Linked DNA regions of Sus scrofa: all the other regions are linked to region 2. The links are chromatin contacts, called in public HiChIP or PLAC-seq maps. All regions are on one chromosome and are shown on one strand. The core of a region is the stretch at or near the end of the contact, and the rest is flanking DNA. Distances in the headings are between cores, read along the strand shown. Region 1 overlaps HIVEP1 (zinc finger protein 40). Region 2 has its middle 58 kb from the start of MIR7136. Region 3 has its middle 63 kb from the start of EDN1. Region 4 overlaps LOC102166292 (a long non-coding RNA gene).

Region 1 (2,700 bases), core at 130-2,629, 450 kb after region 2:
CTTTATATCTGCCTTGTTTTATTTTATTTATTTTCACCATAGGTTTACCCTAGATTTTTTTGTCCTTATCTACAGTATTTCTTTTCCTAGCGGTATCTTCAATCTTTTTCTTTTGAATATTCTAAACCCGTTCTGTACTCTCGACCGACTCCATACCCAGAATGTCTTTCTCCAGCGAAAGGTGCATGCTCCCTGGTTGATGGAGTGCTCATTGAAGGTCAGTGCGAAGATGCCGTGATGAGGGACCAAAGACCCCTGGTATTCGATTCTTACCTCCCTTAGCAACAGCAGGCGATGCAGCTGCCCACTTTATCCTTCAGCAGAAGCAGATGAGTTCTTGTTCTGATTTTTGAATGGAATAAATTTAGGGATGTTGGGAGACATTTATTTTGAATGAAGCACAGGGAAAATTTGTCTAAGGCAGCCATTAAAATGTGAACGTTTGACTTCCGAAAGAAGTCTCCATTTAGTTGAAAACCGGCATCTCGAGCTGTAATTATAGTAGGTGCCTCTGCAAAGTCTAAGCCCTCCAGCCAGTTGCACAGGCCCCTGCAGCCTTGCCACGAAGAATTGTATAGGTTCAGGAATTTTGTCCCTGTGTTCTTGGGGTGTCAGTAAATACTTTTTCCTTTTCGCCCTTTGTGTCAAAAATCATGCTACCGGCTATTTGCTTTTCATGCCTTGATCCAAAGAATGTTTTTGTCAACAGACGGCCGGGCTTCAGCGCTGGGAATGTTAACATGTGCCCTCAACTGCCAGACTGGGAGGGCCCGTCAGTGTGGCGGAGCGCAACTGGACGCGTTATTCTCCTTGGAGGTTAAGGACGTGGGATGACGTGTGTAGGAAGAGGGCGTTCCGTCACAGGATTTAAAACCTAGATCACACTGACCCTTAAGAGAAATTTAGTGGAGTTTTCTAAATGAAATTCTTTCTAATTGAAACCTGTAGAATATGGTTTTGTCACTGGGATTTTTATGGAAAATACTATTACTCCTTTTAAGAAAAACTTCCACTCACAGTCCAAAACCATGACAGGTCTTGAGATTTATAGTGAAAATAAAGAAGTGTCATGTCATTAATGAACAAGGCAGCTATGACTGCCGTTTGGCTAACGTCTGAAAGTTAACAAACGTTCAGCTCTGGCCCATTATGTTGTTAAGGTGAAAGCACAGTTTAACAAAAACACCAAACAAAATCTGATTACGGCAGTAGTTGCATGCTTTAAAAGTTTGTCCCCAGGTTACCATTGTTTGTCTGGATTTCGGAGCAGTTTTTCTAAACATATGAGAAAAACAAAAGCAGACACATTACAACCACAAGAGAATGTTGATGGAGGCCAAGTCCCTGACCCGGTGCAGGGCTGGGGCAGCCCGAGCTTGTCTGAGGACAGCCTGCCTGACTCCGACCAGCAGGGGTCACTGTCGGGCAGGGATGAGGGCAGTTTATGCAACTGAAACCGGATTTTAAAATACATCTTTAGGTGACAGAATATTGTAAATCAACTATAATTGTAGATTTTTTTAAATAAAATACAATCTGTATTGTACACACCGAGGAGGAAGAACCAGTTGTCATATAGTATATCTTTTTGAAGTAATGACAGGACTCCTAAATACAAAAACAAAAAAATACCTTGTTTGCACATTCTGGCTTTGATGCTTTCTAGGTGTATGTAAGTCTCTTGACTTCCTTTTATAAGATGAGTAATGGTATCACAGGTGCTGTTCGATTTAAACATGACACCAGAATAAAATGTTTGGCAAACTTTTTCTGTAAAGGGCCTGATAATCAATATTTTAGGCGGCTTTGTGAGCTACACAGTCTCAGCATGATGCCTAAACCCTGTAGCTGTGTCAGCAAAGCTGCCACAGACAGTATGTAAACAGTGAGCCTGGCTGTATTCCACTAAAACTTTATTTAAAAGAACAAGCCGGAGCCACACGGGGCCAGCGACTACGGCTTGGCAGCCCCTGGTAGAAGAGGAATGCCACGCTGAAGTTCCCGTGCCACACTGCGGCAAAAGAAGCGATACCGCAAAGTCCAAGATGGCAAGTGTGGGAGTAGACAAGTCTTCTTGGTCTTGCTGACCTGTCATCGTGGACAAGTCACTTTTCCTTGCCGGGTCATCTATCCACACAACTTCTGCCTCGTGTAGTAATAGTCTTCTTTGGGGTGGGGGTGAAGGGGACAACTCAGGAGTAGGAAAGGATTTTTTTTAGCCTGAATCCAGGGAGCACAGGTGTGTGGGCTTTGTGTTGGTGCCGCAGATATTTTAAAAATGCCCTTGTCTTCTGTTCACGTTCCTTATCTTGTTTTTTTGATCGCTCTGGGATCTCCACCCTGTTTAGCAAAAATGCAATGATCCAAAATTCATTTTCAGGTTTTCAGACTGTGGCCGAGGTCTTCCCTTCGGGAGTTTCAAGACACAGTGAACACACAGAGATAAACATTATTTGGTCTTTATCTTGGGGAAGGAAGACTGTAGGAAGGAATCCCAGCTCTTCTCAAGTCCTCTGTGAGCTGGAGGAGGTAGTTCTGTCCAGGGAGAAAGAAAGTCCAGGGACCCCGCCAGCCTGTGCCTCTTGCCACCCGGAAGGCTGCGAACCTTGGTCTGAGGTGTGGTGTGACCAAGACAAAACCAGATTAAAACGGAGCCAGATAGCTTTACCCAGCCTCCCACCCCACATCAGGAAGCATATG
Region 2 (2,700 bases), core at 152-2,651:
GCTCCATTTGCTCATGGTGGTAACTGGCTTGGCAACACACTCAACTGCTTCTTTCTCCGTTCTACTCCCCAGCTCTCCTGCTGGTGTTCTGGGATCACCTCCCAAATAAACTATCTACACTTGAACTCTTGCCTTAGCGTATGCTTCCAGGTAAATGTGAACCAAGATAGGACCCTATTGGAAAAATCCCAGGTAACTCAGAGATGGATGAAGATGGGTAGGGGACCAAAGATGCCAAGGAATAAGATACACTGCTATTATTGATTCATAGCAACATGGGGTTGTGATGCCCCTGCTGGACACATCTTCTAGACCATGCATTCTCAACAGGAATATCAACCCTGAAAAGGGAAAATACATAAATTCTACTATTTATGTATAAAGCCTGGATATACATAGAGTATAAGCAGATATACTGTGTATCTGTTATCTCAAAACTACATAATGGGGGAAATTTAGGAAAAAATGTCTGAAAATTCTCCTTAGGGAGCAATAATGAAAACTAGGTTGAGAAACACAGCTTTAGACACTACTGCCACGAACGCTATATTGCTGCCCTGATGGTGCAATAACCCTAATTAAAGCATCACTCCCTGAAGGATCATGATATGATGGAAACATCCGACTGACAGAGTATATATGACATCACTCAGTTCTAGTCATAGGTGTGGGTGGAGGGAACATCTACCCCTCCTCCTTCTGTTGTAGCTGTCAGAGTCCAGCTTTCCCTCAGACTCACAAAATAGAGGAGCTCTCCTCTCAAAGTCTGAAGGAGGTCTAGGTGTTCTGAACAAGTGACTGTGGACCTTGAGGCGTTTGAGGCTCCATCTTGGGAATTCCTGGTACTGCCTTGTTCCAGAAAGTGGAATTTACTGAGAGGTACTTGTGGGGAGACAGATATGTTTTGGGTTATAAGTCTACCAGAGGTTTATAAGCCATTCATCAGAGAAGTTTTAAAATAGGCAAGGGTCTAGTTTAGGGTTCTTGAGTAAAAAATGTCATATAAGAGAGCTGTCCTTGGATACAGACCTTTAAATTCATGTACATATACATTTTGGAAATTGGGACTTAGAATTAGCAATTCAGCTAGACGGCCTGGGGCATGGTGGAAAGATCACACTATTCAGGTGCTCTCAGCATTGCCAAAGGCCAGCAGTGAGATCACCAGCAAGCCTCTTGTTTCTCTTATTTACATGAGGAGAGTGCTGCACTACAGGCTTTTAGAGCGTCTTCTATTTCTATCATTTTATGTATCAAGGGAGCTAGGAAGAGGGGATGGAAGAAAAGAAAGGGGGAACAAAATATGCAATGTGGCTTTTTCGTGTGTGTCACGGCCCTTTAAATCTTCTAACGATACTAAGAAGACGTTATTACTTTCATTGCATGGTGAGGAAGTGGAAGTTCAGAGAGGTTAAATCATTTGCCCAAGTTCACTCAGAAACTAAATAGCACTCAAACCAGGATTTGCCTGGTTTTGAAAGTCACGTACTTTCCACCAAACCGCAGTGTCCCATGCTCTAAGGGAAACAGTAGAGTCAGCAACTGCATGCTTTGGGTATTCTTCCTCCCCCTGATTTTGGGCGCACTCTCTTGGAGGCCTGGGCATCTCCCGTGTTGCTGAGATCCTAGGCTATCTCATCCTGGCATGCCTGTCCTTGCCAGTGCCCTACATTCACTTCATTTCCTTCTCCATTTTGAGCTTTCCTTGCTCTCAATGAAATGCACAGTCAGGAGACTGTGAAATGCACGAAAAAAACGACCCAGGCTCTCAGGACTGAGTGCTGACTGCTGGCTAATCTGGTTAATATATATGTTAATGGGAGAAGGATAAAGCAGCAGCAGGTCTTTCTGCCTTGAAGCTGTGGAGTGAATTAGATGTCCATTTCAGTCTAAAGCATATATCCATATAAACTCTGAGTACAGGGCTGAACACCACTAATTCACAGTGGATATCGCTTCCAGTGCAGCAGCCAAAGCCCTAGACCGTGAACTGGGAGAGCAGAGGCCTAGCTCCAGCTCTGGCAGGAAGGACAGGAGTATAGCGCAGAGTAATGACAGGCAAAGGAGAGGTTCAGATCATGCTCCCTGCTTTCTCACACATCACTCCTACAGGCAGCCATCAGGTCTACCTTAGCCCAAGCTCATTCACCAGGTTTATGTGTGTGTTGCCCTGAGCAGAGATCAGAACGCAGACTAAATTAAAATTTTGGAAACAATTAGAAACAGATGACCAGTGGCAAAGACGTGATTCTTTTTCTCACCTCCAAGAGTCTAATGGCTACATTTTCCCCATGGTAATGCCAAGGCGATATGGTCTGGTGGGAAAGCTGTGTGCTGGGACTCAGAGGACCTTGGTTTGGGCCCCTTGGTCTTCAGTAAATCGAGTAAATCCTCTGAGCTGTCTCCCTCCCTTTTTTCTAAATCCACTTTATTGAAGTACAATTTACATACAACAAATTCACCCATTTTAAGGGTAGAGTTGATAAGGTTTGATGAATGGATATGTTCACCATAATCAGGATTCATGACTTTTCCACCAGCCCCAACTTCTTTATTACATATAAAGCTATAATGATCATTTAATTCTTCTTGAGTCAGTTTTAGAAATTTGTGTTTTTGAAGAACTCTGCCACCTCTGCTATCAAATTTACTGGCATAAAATCATTCATAATAAGCAAATGGAAGTTCTCAGTTTAGGGG
Region 3 (2,700 bases), core at 12-2,511, 500 kb after region 2:
CAGATGCTGGGGTCGGCTTGAGGAAGGATGGCTGAGCACCATCACCCAATAAACATGGGCTCTTGGAGTTCCCGTCATGACTCCGCCGTAACAAACCCGATTAGAATCCATGAGGACGCGGGTTCGATCCCTGGCCTCCCTCAGTGGGTTAAAGGTCCAGTGTTGCTGTGAGCTGTGGTGTAGGTTGCAGATGAGGCTTAGATCTAGTGTGACTGTGGCTGCAGTGCAGGCCGGCAGCTGGAGCTCTGATTTGACCCCTCGCCTGGGAACTTCCATGTGCTTCTGTTCGGCCCTAAAAAGACCAAAAAAAAAAAAAAAAAAAAAAAGCACGGGCTCCTGTTTGAGACCAGCGAAGGGTAGCAGCCAGCAGAGTTTTCATTTGTCATAGATTCCACGACCTGTTTCCTTTGAAACATTTGGAATCGCAAGCATCGTGTGGAGCGAGTGCGCCTCTGCTTTCTGGCCTTTCGGTTTGACTGCTAATGTATTTATTTATTTTTAAAATTTATTTTACAGCAACTTATTAATTTCTGCTCTACAGCAAAGTGATTGACATTTACACGTGTATACATTCTTTTTTATACTCTTTTCCGTTATGGTTTATCTCAGGGTCCTGAATCTAGTTCCCTGTGCTATTCGGTAGGATCTTCTCATTTATCCATCCTATATATAAGAGTTTGTATCCACTAACCCCAAACGCCCTCTCACCCCCTCCGGTTGGGCTCTTTATTTTTTATTTATTTATTTATTTTTTTGTCTTTTTGCCATTTCTTGGGCCGCTCCCACAGCACATGGAAGTTCCCAGGCTAGGGGTCTAATCGGAGCCGTAGCTGACAGCCTATGCCAGAGCCACAGCAACGCGGGACCCACACCACAGCCACACCACAGCCCACGGCAACGCCAGATCGTCAACCTACTGAGCAAGGGCAGGGATCGAACCCACAACCTCATGGTTCCTAGTCAGATTCATCAACCACTGCGCCACGACGGGAACTCCAGGCTCTTTATTATTATTGGGGTGACACAGGCACACAGCATCACTCGTGAGCCATTACTTCCTCTGCTGGAACATCAGGAAGAAGCCAAAAGAGCCCTTGGGAAAATAATTTATCTGGACCTTTACAAGCCAGTGAGCAAACGAACTGACATGGAGCTGAGTGACTGTGTCCCGAGGATAGAAAATGCCTCTGAAGGGGGCTGCACATCTCGAAGACTCACTGCTGCTCTTGCTACCATTGGGCAAGTGGAGTTCAGGGGTTCAGAGAAAAGCCTTTCTTCCCATAAATGAGAATGCGGAACAGAGGCACTTGCAGCACTCATCCAAGCTGACAGCCAGCCTGACAAGAAGGAAGGTGGCCTTATTATTTTGTACCATTGGTGATAAGGGCCCGTCCCAGGCCACCAGATATAGGGCTTCTCCTGGGCGCCCCTGGTTCCCCATCTGTGTGGCCCCCACTTGGCACACGGCTCAGCCTCTGGTGGGTGTTCCTGCCTCCTCCCCTCTCTTCCTCCTTTGCGTCCTCACCCTCTCCCCACCCCCGCCCCACCCACTCTGTTATCTCCCCCACCTCCCCTCGCTTCCCTTCTGTCCCAGGCACTGTGCTGCAAAAGCAATTTGCAAAGCTGCATGCAGGGTGAATTTCAGCAACAGGCATATTTCTAAATCTTAAAGAAAAAAAAAATCCCCCAGCCAAAACGATTTGCTCTCGGCCCGGTCCTGGACCACTTTTCATACGGCCGTGGCAACGCGAGATGCAGCACCAGATCCTTTCGCCCACTGTGCCAGGCCGGGTATTGAACCTGTGTCCCAGCCCTCCAGAGAGGCCACTGATCTTGTTAAGCCACAGTGGGAACTCCAAAATAAATTACTTCTAGAGGAGTTCTTTCAAAATTTTTGAAGGTGGAGTTCCCTTCATGGTGCAGTGGTTAACGAATCCAACTAGGAACCGTGAGGTTGTGAGTTCGATCCCTGGCCTTGCTCAGTGGGTTAAGGATCCAGCATTGCTGTGAGCTGTGGTGTAGGTCGCAGATGCTGCTCAGATCCCGAGTTACTGTGGCTCTGGTGTAGGCCAGTGGCTACCGCTCTGATTTGACCCCTGGCCTGGGAACCCCCATATGCCGCAGGAGCCACCCTAGAAAAGGCAAAAAGAGAGGGAAAAAAATTAAAAAATTTTAAAAATTAAAATAAATGATATTTTTGAAGGCTGTTTTAACCAATTTTTGAGAAATTAATACCAGTGACTTTCCTGAGGCCACAACTCGTAGATGGTCAAGTGAAGATTTGGACACAGATCTGCATGATGCTGAAGCCCACGTTTTGCCATACAACACGGTACCTCCCTCTTTCCCTCGGCAACCCTGGCTGCTAGAGGTGGCATCAAGGGGATAGTAATACACCGAGTGTCATGGGTTGAATTGTTCCCACCCCCCAATCAGTAAACATGTTCCACACACCTGCAGCCTATGGAGGGTCCCAGGCTGGGGGCTGAATCAGACCTACAGCTGCCAGCCTACGCCACAGCCACAGCCACAGCAGATCCGAGCCACGTCTGCAAACTCCACCACTGCCCACGGCAACACTGGCTCCTTAACCCACTGAGCGAGGCCAGGGATCCAACCCATATCCTCATGGATACCAGTTGGCTTCCATACGGCTGAACCACGATGGGAACTCCTGGAGACAAGAGTCTTTACAGAAGA
Region 4 (2,700 bases), core at 83-2,582, 260 kb after region 2:
AGGGCCGTACCCGTGGCATATGAAGGTTCCCAGCCTAGGGGTTGAACGTGCCTACACTGCAGCCACAGCAACACCAGATCCCAGCTGCCTCTGCAACCTACACCGCAGCTCACAGCAACACCGGATCCTTAACCCACTGAGGAAGGCCAGGGATCGAACCCGCATCTTCATGGATACTAGTCGGATTCGTTTCCACCGAGCCACAACGGGAACTCCCAGAAATAATTTCTAGTTCTTTAAATCACACAAAAGCATACCCCCCACATCTCTTAACTTAATATCTGTAAGTATCTTGAATCAAGGTAAAGGAAGATGACTAATTCATGTCCCCAGAAGGTGATCTTGGTTGGAGTCATTCTGTATACTCATCTCCATTTGATATTTGAGTACAGATAAAGATAAAATATATGTCAGGTACAAGTGGAAGAGCAGTTCAGAAGGGCAGCTGTGGAGGTGTGTAAACAGGGGGAAAGTAGTTGCTTTGATGGTAATTTGTGAGATTTCCATAGATGCATAACTGATTTCACCTGGGCTCTCACGTTCTTCCCGTAGAAGACTACTACTCAACAGCTGTGCTTCAGTCATCAAAGCCCAAGGCAGTGACTCCATTTGCCATTTCCTAGGGCTTGTTCTAGCCAAGGCAGGGTTGAAATCTGTTCGGCATCTGAATAAAGATTTAGGAATTAACAAATACAGTTCTCAGCAGTTCTACTCTAGACACAAGGACTAAACAGAGTGTCACCAACCTTTGAGTTGAGCTCCAAGTTGATTGCTTGGAAATATTTTCCTACAGAATTAACACTATGTGTGGACTTGAGGTTTAGTATACAACATGCATACATTGTCTCACTAATGAACCTTGGCCCTGATGATCACCCGTGATACTGACTTGCAAAAGAAGCAGCAGCCCCGTGTTTCACTTCCCAAGGTGGCAAATCTTGCCTATTGCCATCCCGACAGTGAGGGCAAACGCTTCCTCTTCTCCAGTCTAGCACTGGGTCACTCAAATTAAAATCAAGATCCCGAGGCATCGTTAAAACAGAGATCTCAAATCTCCATAACAGAGAGGACATACAACACTAAAGGGGTTTTATGATCAAGTTTCAGCATGTGACATATAATCGTCAAATTGTAGGCTTACAAATAGGTGGTTTTCCTGGAGGCTTAATAGCCTGTTCATCTCACTTGTAGAACTTTCAGTCCCCGTGACTGAAATATAGTCACAAAAGACAAAGTGTTGTTGTTGTTCATAGAGAAAGAAGAAGTAAAATCCTGCCTCCACATCTACTCGTGTAACAAGAGCTGTAACCTTTAATGACCTCCGAGGTCTTGGCCGTATCCATGGCTGTAGAAATCAGACTCAGTAATGGAACACTTGGTTCTTCCGTTTTCCGGAGGCTGTCTTAACACCCCATGAGTATGATGTCTAATTTTTCTGGCCTTTGGCCATATTATATACACGAGCCATGCTGACCAAAATGTCTCGCTTTTTTAGCCAGAATGGTTTTGCTTGTATATCAGTAGTGAGGAAAAAAAGTGAATTAAGGCTTCTTCTTAGCGGTTACCTGGTGTTACATTTCCTGTCTTTTCTCAACCCTCCTGTGAAATATACACAATATTAAAATTTGAAATCCTAACATTTATAATTCTTCTCTTCTAGTAATTTGCTTCTTTCCCTTGGCAACTTAATCCCCAGGGGCCTGGAGTTTCTCATTTATAAAATGAGAGAATTATACCCAATAATATCCAAGAGTTTTTCTAATTGAGGAAGTCCATAGTACTACTTATGTTTATAGTAGGATTAAACAAGTACATAAATATATTGTGGATAATGAGAGCCAGGTTTTTCACTTTTGGAGAAAAAAGTTACAAATAAAGAAAAGGAAAGAATAGGATAAACTTTGTGGTGTTGGATTGAAACTAAAGATTTAAGTATGAATTCATGGTTTTTAATAAATATACAGAGGGACAGACAAAGAAATACAGACATGTGCGCAGGCATATGTTTCCCGGCTCTGTCTGCTCAGAGAGCCTAGAAGCAGCGACAACTCAGTAGCAGTTAGCCCACCTAGAGCCCAGGTATTGGTTCTAAATACAGTTTCCTAATTAAAGGAACCCAGGCCTCTTGCTGAAGCTATTGATTCCAGGCCTGCGGCAGGGAATGTGTATGACATGATCAGGACATCTTGTGGTGCCAGAAAGTAAAGGATGTGTAGAAAAATGATTGGGGTCGTGTCAGAAGAACACAGGAGCCAGTTTGGAGGTGCCTCAGTGGCCAAAGCTAGAGTAATTTGAGTGACAAAATATGTAATGATAGAATCACATTGTAACCCATAGACTAAAATAAATAGCCACAAGTCCATACTGAGACCAACCGATCCATCAAAAGGAGACTAGTTTTTTTTTTTTTTTTTTTCTAGTCCTTTTTAGGGCTGCACCTAAAAAGCAGCAGATGGAAGTTCCCAGGCTAGGGGTCCAATCCGAGCTGCAGCTGCCAGCCTACACCACAGCCATAGCAACATGGGGTCCAAGCCGCATCTGCAATCTACACCACAGCTCACGGCAATTCAGGATCCCCAGCCCTCTGAGGGAAGCCAGGGATCAAACCCGTGTCCTCATGGATACTTGTCAGATTCATTTCTGCTGCGCCAGGAACTCTGAGTAAAGTTCAATTAGTAAATGTGAAAGAAATGAGGTCAA

The links. HiChIP or PLAC-seq counts read pairs in DNA pulled down with a chosen protein or histone mark.
Region 1: an H3K27ac HiChIP or PLAC-seq map of alveolar macrophages shows a contact between it and region 2. The contact joins two enhancer-like sites. A contact is called at or near these places in 3 of 47 Hi-C or Micro-C datasets (embryonic fibroblasts and fetal heart ventricle) and 1 of 2 datasets of contacts at active chromatin or transcription factors (alveolar macrophages).
Region 3: a contact with region 2 is called in an H3K27ac HiChIP or PLAC-seq map of alveolar macrophages. The contact joins two enhancer-like sites. A contact is called at or near these places in 9 of 47 Hi-C or Micro-C datasets (blood, brain, embryonic fibroblasts and 5 more) and 1 of 2 datasets of contacts at active chromatin or transcription factors (alveolar macrophages).
Region 4: an H3K27ac HiChIP or PLAC-seq map of alveolar macrophages shows a contact between it and region 2. The contact joins two enhancer-like sites. A contact is called at or near these places in 1 of 47 Hi-C or Micro-C datasets (embryonic fibroblasts) and 1 of 2 datasets of contacts at active chromatin or transcription factors (alveolar macrophages).

The regions. Positions count from the first base shown.
Region 1 is chr7:8,644,377-8,647,076 of Sscrofa11.1, forward strand. All of the region lies in intron 6 of HIVEP1 (zinc finger protein 40), which reads left to right. Among named protein-coding and RNA genes, the nearest start is that of EDN1, 110 kb to the right of the region's middle. Within about 2 kb of position 1,380, at least 7 of the 83 cell types and tissues checked have an H3K27ac peak or open chromatin away from gene starts, as enhancers often do. A contact at or near this core is called in alveolar macrophages, where this site is marked.
Region 2 is chr7:8,192,235-8,194,934 of Sscrofa11.1, forward strand. No RefSeq gene overlaps it. Among named protein-coding and RNA genes, the nearest start is that of MIR7136, 58 kb to the left of the region's middle. Within about 2 kb of position 1,402, at least 3 of the 83 cell types and tissues checked have an H3K27ac peak or open chromatin away from gene starts, as enhancers often do. A contact at or near this core is called in alveolar macrophages and retroperitoneal adipose tissue, where this site is marked.
Region 3 is chr7:8,688,095-8,690,794 of Sscrofa11.1, forward strand. No RefSeq gene overlaps it. Among named protein-coding and RNA genes, the nearest start is that of EDN1, 63 kb to the right of the region's middle. Within about 2 kb of position 1,262, at least 6 of the 83 cell types and tissues checked have an H3K27ac peak or open chromatin away from gene starts, as enhancers often do. A contact at or near this core is called in alveolar macrophages and retroperitoneal adipose tissue, where this site is marked.
Region 4 is chr7:8,454,174-8,456,873 of Sscrofa11.1, forward strand. All of the region lies in intron 1 of LOC102166292 (a long non-coding RNA gene), which reads right to left. Among named protein-coding and RNA genes, the nearest start is that of HIVEP1, 60 kb to the right of the region's middle. Within about 2 kb of position 1,333, at least 4 of the 83 cell types and tissues checked have an H3K27ac peak or open chromatin away from gene starts, as enhancers often do. A contact at or near this core is called in alveolar macrophages, where this site is marked.